3 separate regions of the Drosophila melanogaster genome follow, and all the other regions are linked to region 2. A link is a contact called in public Hi-C data. All regions are on one chromosome and are shown on one strand. The core of a region is the stretch at or near the end of the contact, and the rest is flanking DNA. Distances in the headings are between cores, read along the strand shown. Region 1 holds the start of B52 (B52,). Region 2 holds the start of Nsf2 (N-ethylmaleimide-sensitive factor 2). Region 3 holds the start of flfl (falafel).

The links. Hi-C and Micro-C count contacts between places; a contact is called where the count stands out from the background.
Region 1: a contact with region 2 is called in a Hi-C map of the Kc167 cell line, with 4 times the contacts expected there. A contact is called at or near these places in 5 of 107 Hi-C or Micro-C datasets (the D17-c3 cell line, the Kc167 cell line, the ML-DmBG3-c2 cell line and 2 more).
Region 3: a contact with region 2 is called in a Hi-C map of the S2 cell line, with 4 times the contacts expected there. A contact is called at or near these places in 8 of 107 Hi-C or Micro-C datasets (the D17-c3 cell line, the Kc167 cell line, the ML-DmBG3-c2 cell line and 2 more) and 1 of 7 datasets of targeted methods (the Kc167 cell line).

The regions. Positions count from the first base shown.
Region 1 is chr3R:13,659,329-13,662,690 of dm6, reverse strand. It overlaps B52 (B52,), which reads right to left and starts at 1,380. Exons shown (of 9, transcript NM_176494.4): 1 at 1,249-1,380; 2 at 832-989; 3 at 460-530; 4 at 287-394. The coding sequence starts at 957. Hrb87F (Heterogeneous nuclear ribonucleoprotein at 87F) reads left to right here and starts at 2,160. Exons shown (of 4, transcript NM_057458.5): 1 at 2,160-2,351; 2 at 3,043-3,362. The coding sequence starts at 2,304.
Region 2 is chr3R:13,836,448-13,839,611 of dm6, reverse strand. It overlaps Nsf2 (N-ethylmaleimide-sensitive factor 2), which reads left to right and starts at 1,621. Exons shown (of 4, transcript NM_001300390.1): 1 at 1,621-1,809; 2 at 1,910-2,234; 3 at 2,870-3,164. The coding sequence starts at 1,700. It overlaps CG31495, which reads left to right. Exons shown (of 1, transcript NM_169559.2): 1 at 1-1,372. The coding sequence ends at 838. It also overlaps the pseudogene CR46415.
Region 3 is chr3R:13,682,404-13,685,707 of dm6, reverse strand. flfl (falafel) reads right to left here and starts at 1,787. Exons shown (of 10, transcript NM_142047.4): 1 at 1,558-1,787. omd (oocyte maintenance defects) reads left to right here. Exons shown (of 9, transcript NM_142046.2): 2 at 2,392-2,681; 3 at 2,746-3,304. The coding sequence starts at 2,575.

The DNA of each region.
Region 1 (3,362 bases), core at 131-2,630, 180 kb after region 2:
CCACGCAGAAGAAATCAGCTTATACGATTGCACTACCAAAAGTGTATAAAACTATAGAAGTCAATATATAATAAACTGATGTTTTTTATATATATCGCAAGTAGCTAATATTATAGGTATATAGATTTTGCACGATCTAAGCTGGTTGCATCTGTGTGGATGGAGATATCAAACGAAACAAATTGGCAGTGCTAATTCTAGGGCAAACTTCAACGCAAACAAAGTTGGAGGACGATATCGTCGCTACTTTGGTCCGGTTTTAAGGTCCGCTGGCAGTACTACTTACTTTTCGTTGTAACGACCGCCCCCGCCCCCCCGCCGACCACCATATCGATCGTCGTAGCGGTCGCGGTTGCTGCCACGAGCGGTACCCCTGGCGGGTTCAACAACCACACTGCAAAAATATAGAACATACAATCGTGAGTCATTTCGTACTTTGGCTTATATCTAACAACTCACCGTTCGCCAAGCAGCTCTTTGCCATTCAGTTCATAGACGGCATCGTCGGCATCACGATAGTCTTCGAATTCCTGAAAATTCAATTAGTGATTAGTATTGATTATGGAATTAGTATTGAAGCTACCCTGCCTGTGCATACTCTTATGGAAATACGCTGGGTGAATTTAAGAACAGTTTTTAAGCGTCACTGTATTTGACAGACAAATGATGGAACAAATATAGGTTCAAAAAGAAAAAAAAAGTATTCAAGGGTCGGCTTGAAATGTTAGGAAACCTATAGACAAACAGAGAAATGCAGAAATGTCTTCAAATCAAATTTAACCGATTTTTTTTTTTTACATATTCCAGTTAAATATGATATTTTGTACTCACCACAAAGCCGTAGCCATTTTTGATGAGGATGTCGCGTGTGCGGCCGTAGCCTTTGAAAAAGCGCTCCAAATCGCGCTCGCGCACTCCGTAGGGCAGACCGCCCACATACACTCGAGATCCCACCATGATAACGGTTCCTTACGTATCTGGAGCAGGTGCTATAAAATAGTGAAGTATATATATATATATCAGCAAGGGAACCGTTGCAGTTTGCAGCTTCTATTTTGCTCGACTGTCCTTTAGGAATGGAAGAAAAAAAAAACGCACATATGTACGCGCCGTGTATGTTTCGCCAAGATGGCGGCCACCACATACACACACACACGCTCGCAATGTACCGGGTGTACAGAACCGCTGCAAAAACGAGTTAATTTAACAACGCGAAATACGCGCTGTTCTTCACTTAAGCGTACTCACTAGCACGTACCGTTCAGTGAAGGATATTTGTGGCAAATTTACAATTAAGTCGCTGCCGTACTCTCTCTTTTTCAGGCTTTCCCACACGAAAAAACGCAAGCGACTCGACACAAACGGAAGTGAAAGTGACAGACGAAAGCGATGTTTGACAGTCATTCCAAAGGCGGAATGGAACGATACTTTTTCGCCTATCGATATTTTGGGCGGGCAATGCGTTTCGCTGCGTTAAGGGTATTCCAGTTGCTGTTCGTGTTCCGCTATGAAAAGAATAAACATTAAATATACTTAGTAGTAGCATTTGAATATACTGTTAACAACCTTTTTATTTTGATATCTGCTAGCAAGCACTCATTAGCATTTTTTAACGTTTCTGATTTGATGATATACATAAAATGTTTCTGGATTTATTAATTTATTTCGCACGATGTCTTTTTTTATTCCCAAATGCCTCATAGATCCCGTAATTGTAATATTGATTGACCCTTAGCTGGCTACTTACAAATATACAATTCAATACAAAATAATTTACAAGTTATCTCTTAAAGTGAAGCCTTCCATCGCCCCAGCTAAAGCGAATGCTCGCAGAAAGAGTTATGTAAGCGGTATTAATAATAATACATATTTAGCTAAAAAGTTAAACATATTAAATGTTTCTTGGGTTATCGTGGTAGTAATTATCATAATCCATTTATAAAGATAATACATTCAAATCCGTTTGTTCAGAAATATATACAATAAACTTGTCTAATATTTTTAAGCCCTTACTAGACGAATACAAATTTATATGAAGATATATAAAATCAAGTGTGGCATCAGCTTAATTGTCGAGGAACACCCCTAACGCACCGAAACAATCGTTCCGATTCCACGTGGCGTCCGATTTTCCGACTTTACCCCGTTCTCGACACCTGGTCATACTGCTCACTCCATTCTCATTGTGCGTGCTGTACATTTCATTTATTGCCAGTCTGCCGTCAAAAAAGAACAAAAACAAAAAAAATATTTCCTGCGTTCGGTGTTTAAACTTTCCATCTTCTTGAACAACCAAGGAGAGAATGGCGGAACAAAACGATTCCAACGGAAACTACGACGATGGTGAAGAGGTGAGTTGCAGAATGACCAATTGCTGTTTGTAAATCGTTCATCGCGCGTGAAAGTGCAAAATGTCGACGCCGACAATATTCGTGTATAATATACATTCACGCCGCTTTTTTACCGAATTATGGGGGCCATCGATCCCTGTGCGAATTTAGCCAGCTAAAAGTTTATCGACCTCTTTTGGCGAGAAATATAAGCAATTTCCGATAAAAAAGTTGCCGGCTGTTTGATAAAAAAGAAAACGAAAATTCATACATACATACACATATACGGGCTGTCATGGCGGTGCAAATACTAAAAAAAAAAAAAAAAAATATGGCGAGCGGCTTTTTCTCGCCAGGTAAATTACTATTATAAACAATGGCAAATCCTTGTTGATCAAGGATGATTTTGCACTTTTATCGTTTTATTGACATAAACTTATTGACTTATTGACAGCAACTTATTTTTTTATTAAATTTACAGCAACTTATTATACATTTAAATATTTTTTATACATTTATTCATTTAGATACAGTATGATTTTTTTTTTTATTATATAAATTTATACATTTTTCGCAAAGTTTGTCCAAAGAAATCAATTAATTTAATTTAATATTACAACTTATTTTCGAATCAATGGGTTTTTTTTTTGTTTTTAGAAATTATTTAAATTATAGAACGTCTTTAGCTAATGCATTTGAAATTCACCCGCAGATCACCGAGCCAGAGCAGCTGCGCAAACTGTTCATCGGCGGACTGGACTACCGCACCACAGATGATGGCCTGAAGGCTCACTTCGAGAAGTGGGGCAACATTGTCGACGTGGTGGTGATGAAGGATCCCAAGACGAAGCGCTCTCGCGGCTTCGGTTTCATCACGTACTCCCAGTCGTACATGATCGACAATGCGCAGAATGCCAGGCCACACAAGATCGATGGACGCACCGTGGAGCCCAAGAGGGCTGTGCCACGCCAGGAGATCGATTCCCCGAATGCGGGAGCCACGGTAAAGAAGCTCTTTGTGGGCGGGCTTCG
Region 2 (3,164 bases), core at 372-2,871:
CACTCACGTCACCAGATGCCCGAAGGGCCTTCAAGTCACTCAGGTCGATCTCCTGGCCGCGGTAAAGATCATTCAGCCACGATTTGGCCGGCAGGAGGAGACTCTCCAGCTGCTCATGCCATATGAATATCTAGATCGTACCGCTTTCGATCCGAATGATCTCCTGTCCACCGGACGCCCAAGATGGTCTTGCCATCTGGTCGAAGGTAAGCCCAAGTCAGGCCTAACTACGGTGGCCGCTCAAATGGCTTTGAAAACAGACTGCCCTTTTATAAAATACATCTCGTCGGCCGAATTGCTGGGACTTAGCGATTCCGAAAAATGCCAGAGAATACGGGAAGTCTTGGAGGACGCCTATGTTTCCAGGCGCAGCTGCGTCATCATTGACGACTTTGAGCGTGTCATTGGTTACGGCGCCCTGGGTAAGCGGTACTCCAAGGAGTTCCTGCAGAAGCTGACGGTTCTTCTGAAGAAACAACCGCCCAACAGCCACGAGCTCATCATCATTTGCACAAGCAATCGTCTCGATGTCCTGGAGGAACTGGGCTTGCTATCCGTTTTCACTTCAGTTCACAATGTGCCAAATGTTTCCACGCCTAAAGAACTTATGGTCATAGTGGAAGCTTCAAAACGATTCGAGCCCGAGGAGCTACGCCAAATCGAGATCGCCATGGATGGCCGCAACGTCTCCATTGGCATCAAACGGTTGCTTGACTTGATTGCGTGGGTGAATTCCCTAAATCCCGACCGTCGAGCTGCCAAATTGCTGAAGAAATTGGGCGAAGCAATGGGATGGGTAGGGAACCATTCTAGTCCACTTGTACCTCAATACATTTAAGACGTTAGGTTAGGAAATGCAATATTGTATCTACAATTCCAGGAAAATAATTCCAAGTGATTCCAAATAATTCAGTAATGCTTTATATTTAAAAGAACCACGTAAGCATAAAAAAACCATCTAAAAAAATAATATTGCATTATTTTTTGGATGAACTTGCTTCCATTGCATTGCAATGTTCTTAAGACTAAAATGAACAGCCCGATAATGTGATTGCAAAGATACTAGATTATTATATTATATATATATTATATATACACCAGGCCAGACCTCTCAGTGGCCTTCGCCTGCTGTACGGAGAGCATTCCGTCCTCCAGGAGTTCGGTGACCGGTGGGCCCAACATCTCCTGGGCTGCTCCAAAGGCGGGCTTGATGTCGTTGTCCAATATATATATATATACATAATTATATATATAATATATATTATATATTATATATATATATTATATTGTTCTAGTGTCTTTGGTGATTGGCATAACAAGTTTTATTACCATATTATATATATATAAGTAAAAATAAAGATATTTGAATTGCAAATGCCACCCATTTTATCGTTATTTACTTAGAGGATTTGGCTTTTGATACAACACATTTTTTGGATTGTTTTCTTCACCAATCCTGGTGCTGCAGAGCTGCTTAGCAACAGCGAAGAAGTCTTGAATGCGGGGGATATATGTATTATTAGAAAATGCAAATGCGCGCCAATGAATTCAAATTTGCACTGCAGGTGCCGTAGCAGGCATCTTTTGCTCGCAATCACAGTGCATACACACACGCAATGCCGAACAGGGTTGCACTCCCTCAACGGGCTATCAGCTGTTTGAGACAATTTCGGGATTATATTATAAAATTGCTACGAAAATGTCAATTGAAAAAGCCCACCGGATGAGAGCGATCAAATGCCCAACGGATGAGCTGTCCCTGACGAACAAGGCGATTGTGAATGTGTCCGATTTCACGGAGGAGGTCAAGTGAGTGTTGGTTTTTGTTGTTTTTCCACTTCCTACGTGGGCGTACGAGCCTATGGAAACTTTCGCTTATGCTAATGACGCACCGCTTGATACCCTGCAGATATGTGGACATCTCGCCGGGCCCGGGGCTGCACTACATCTTCGCGCTGGAGAAGATCAGCGGGCCGGAGCTGCCGCTCGGCCACGTCGGATTCTCGCTGGTCCAGCGCAAGTGGGCCACGCTCTCCATCAACCAGGAAATAGACGTGCGGCCGTACCGATTCGATGCCAGCGCCGATATCATCACACTGGTCTCCTTCGAGACGGACTTCCTGCAGAAGAAGACCACCACGCAGGAGCCCTACGACTCCGACGAGATGGCCAAGGAGTTCCTCATGCAGTTCGCCGGAATGCCGCTGACCGTCGGCCAAACGCTCGTCTTTCAGGTAATGGTGTGGATGTGGCTCCCCCATAAATGTATGCAGTATAGAAAAATAGATAGCAAAGGACTGAAACTAAGGTAGTAATCTGGAGAGGATTAGTGATATATGCCAGAGCCAGTTAAAATACTACCCAATTCAATGAGGGTTCTCGGTTTATCTCGGACGCACCTATTCATTATTTCACCATTTATTGTGTGCACTTATAATAATTTTGGTTTTGTATAACTTTACAAAAAGATTTATACGTTCATAGCATAGCGGTAGTGAGAATATTCGTTATTTGTGTTATTCGATATTCGTTATTTTATATTTACTGACGTGTCTTGATTGTCATGAGATGCTGAATCTCATATTCCACATTTAGACGGTGACCTAATGCAAATATTAACAAGGTAGCTTACCTCCAACAATTAGAAACCCAAAGACACGTAACTCTCCCTTAGATCATCTTTTTGGCTCTCTGCCAAATCTTTTTTAATAATTCAGCATACAATGTCCCCCTTTTTTATGAACTAAAAATAGTGTGTTAGGCTGCCCTCATAGGAAATGCAACTATCTTAACATAGTAATTCTTCTAACATGCTCCTTAATGTACATATATCGTTCGTTTGCTAATAAGGATGTTTACCGCCTTTCAGTTCAAAGACAAGAAATTCCTGGGCCTCGCTGTAAAAACGCTGGAGGCAGTGGATCCCCGAACAGTGGGCGATTCCCTACCGAAGACTCGGAACGTACGATTCGGCCGCATCCTCGGTAACACGGTGGTGCAGTTCGAGAAGGCCGAAAACTCTGTGCTAAATCTGCAGGGTCGCTCCAAGGGTAAGATCGTGCGGCAGTCCATCATAAATCCGGACTGGGACTTTGGCAAGATGGGCATTGGTGGCCTAGACAAAGAGTTCAATGCGATTTTCCGACGCGCCTTCGCCTCTCGTG
Region 3 (3,304 bases), core at 538-3,037, 150 kb after region 2:
ATAGTAGACAAAAATACAAACTAAGATAGGAATTATGCCTATCAACAAGTTTACATCTGATTAGGGAACTTAAGGTACTTGGGTACAGTATTAAAACTATGAATAAAATTTAGGAAGGTAGCAGGAAATTAATAAATATTGTTAAGACTTTAAATACCACCGGTAATTGTGTGAATACAAATAATACAACTATGCTCCATCATTTCAACCGCAACTGTAAATGGATAATTGGAGTCTCGCTGCTCTCTTCCTGTTCTTCGCACACATACACACGCATGGGCGCGAACGCTGCAAGTGTCCGTGTGAAGAAGGAGAAGGCGAAGAGGTGGGAATCCAAAAGCTAAGGATGCAGGACTTCATTAGGAAGTGGTTCGCATATCCCTTTCGTTATCTTCTTACTTTCGCCCCCAGCAATGAAACGCCATGAATTGGGGGAGACGGAATCTAACGATTGCGAACGCGTCGTATCTTGTTTTTTGCATGCATGACAATGTGTGCAGAATACGCGCGCGCTCACACACTAAACCACTCGCACAACCGAAGGCGTGTGTGCATGTATGCAATTTTTTGGGGTGGTATTGGCGGTGAAGGCAGGAGGGATGAAGGGAAAGAGACGGGCGGAGAACTCGAAAATTTAGCAAGTAAACACTCTCCGATTGCGATTACAAAGTCAGCTAATTTCCTTTCATTTTTTATTATAAATTTTTGATTCCGTTTTTTTGTTGATGCCCAACAGTTGATGTATTTTCATACGCGATACACACACAACGCGCTACAGACACTTGGACGCACACAGACACAACGTCTGGCAAGTACATCGCTTTTTGGGCCGTCTCTTTTGCGGTTCATTCAATAAAATTATTGCGAATGGCAGGCGCAAAACAGAATCGCAAAAATTGCAGTGTATTGTGGGAAAGAAGAAGAGGCGTGTGGTAAAGAAAAATGCCGTCTCTCCACCACACACATTACACATGCACGCAATTTTGATCGCTACACGCGCCACCCACACTCTGCAATGTTTTTGTTGTTGTTGCAAGCCGATTTTGTTTTGATTCGATACTTTATTTATGTATACATAATATTTAGGAGCAGCGCATTTCCGCGATATTCGCTGGCGATTTTGCATTTCATTGAAACGCACACAAAACGCAGGGAAAAGAAAAACAGACGACGGCTAACTCACCTCGAACACACGCACACCTACAAACCACACACAGCGGAGAGCGAGGAAATTCAACACGACGGTATGCGTTGTTGCATAAAGTGCGATAAAAGGGGAGACACTGAAAGAAGCAAATCAGCCGAGTTGTATTCAAAATCGGGATCCAATATGGGCTATTGCCGGGATATATAGTCCGATTCCCTGGCAAGGCCGCAAATCATCCACGGAGTACGTGAGAACACACCGTCGGTCACATTCACAGTAAAATTCAAACACACACACACTAGCACGCAGACAACACAGAAGCCGCAAGAGGGCAAAAGAGAGCGGGAGAGAGAGAGCAGCAAAGAGAGAGAAAGAGCGCGGGGGCAAAAACCAAAAAGTTATACACTCACGCTGCAATTCCTTGTTTCTGTTTCTGGCGTTTTTCGCTTTTAGTGCTTAGCACGCTGGCTGCATTCGATCAGTTTATATACAATTTTCTCTTGCGCATATTTATTGGGGGATCACGAGTTAGTTTTCGACCAATATATCTTCCCGGATAATTGTAATTTTCGCTATTTTCCGCGGACCGACGCTAGAGCGTTGGTCTGACCACGACGATAATATCTGCGTATCGATACTCGGCCAGAGAGTACAGCGATAGTTGCATATGACGAGAATGTGAGCTGTTATCGATATCGAACTCTAGCACCCCTGTGACGCCACCATTGTTATGGTACTCTATTAACATATACTTGGCAAAACTGGAGCACCTTGAATGAATATTTGTACAAATCAGAGCAGAAAAAAGCAAACAGCACGACAAACTGCGAGACAGATTCGCCGCTTCGACGCCATGTTGTCTTTCGCTCTTGATTCGCCCCAAAAGAGTGTGCAATAATGCACGAACTGGGTTTTGGTGTTACCGTTTTTCGCACTCCCTACTGTTACGATAATATTTTAAAACAAAAACACGTTAAATATTATAAAATTAGAAAATAGAGCTATAAGTACGTTTACTTAGTATTAAAAAGAGCAAACAGTTTGATTACTCAGTAATTACATCCTCGATTCGAAAGTTAGCATTGTAGTAAACACATAATTCCGATTAGAAATCTTTTCCAGCTTAATTTAACTTGAATGTAAAGTGTCATCTTAAACTAATCTCAGGTGCTAGTTTATAATGAATGTAATGACACGTTAGAGTGCTAAGATATTTATTATTCTGTTAATTTTATGATTTTCAGATATTAAAGAATTTCGAATTTTCTGCCGCCTTAGTGTGGCCAGGTGGCGGCGGATTCCAAATGCCTGCAGTTGTGCCCCGTCGTTTTGGTATTCCGAGTGAAAGACGCAGCGACCCGCTGCTGCGATGCATTTGCTCACTTGGCCAACTTCGGTGCTGCGTTCCCGATGCCTAGGACGACAAAATGCTGCGCCAGAACCTGTTGGATCAGCTTAAGCACTTCATAGAGACGGTGAGCAATGGGCACAGTTGTCCGCAGCTGCTGACCAGCCCCAATCTCATCAAGCTCGCGTGAGTAGCAACCGCGGTGGTTAATAATGATGCCCGTAGTAAATAATTCCATGGATATTTGCAGACTGGGATTCCTGGAGGAGCTGCCCGCCACGCGAGACATTGTGTTCGAATACTTCGCCCTGCTGGCCGAAATCAGTGTGCAGCTGTATGTGTCGCCGGAGATGGCCGACCCAAAGACCGGTATGCCGGTATCCCAGGTGAAGCTGGCCGGGAATCGCCAGCAGCAGCAACGTGCTCCGGAATACGAGGCTTTCAATCTGGTAAAGACCGCGCTGCAGAGTCTGGTGTGGAAGGGACCGCCCGCCTGGTCGCCGCTCATCGCCAACTGGAGTCTGGAACTAGTGGCCAAGCTGTCCGATAAGTACACCCAGCGGCGGATGACCATCACGGCCAGCTGCAACTATTGGCTGGAGTGCAGCGCCATGCACGGGCTGATGACCCTTATAAATAGTTGTTTCCGAAAGTTAACCCAACCGGAGGAGGAGGCCTGCGTGGAGATCATGCTCAATGCCTTTCACCGGTTTCCCATGACCTTCGACTGGATTGTGGCGAGATTGGGCGGCTGTTTCCCTTACAAGATCATCATGCAGATTCTACAGTGCGGCATCAAGCGATTCGTC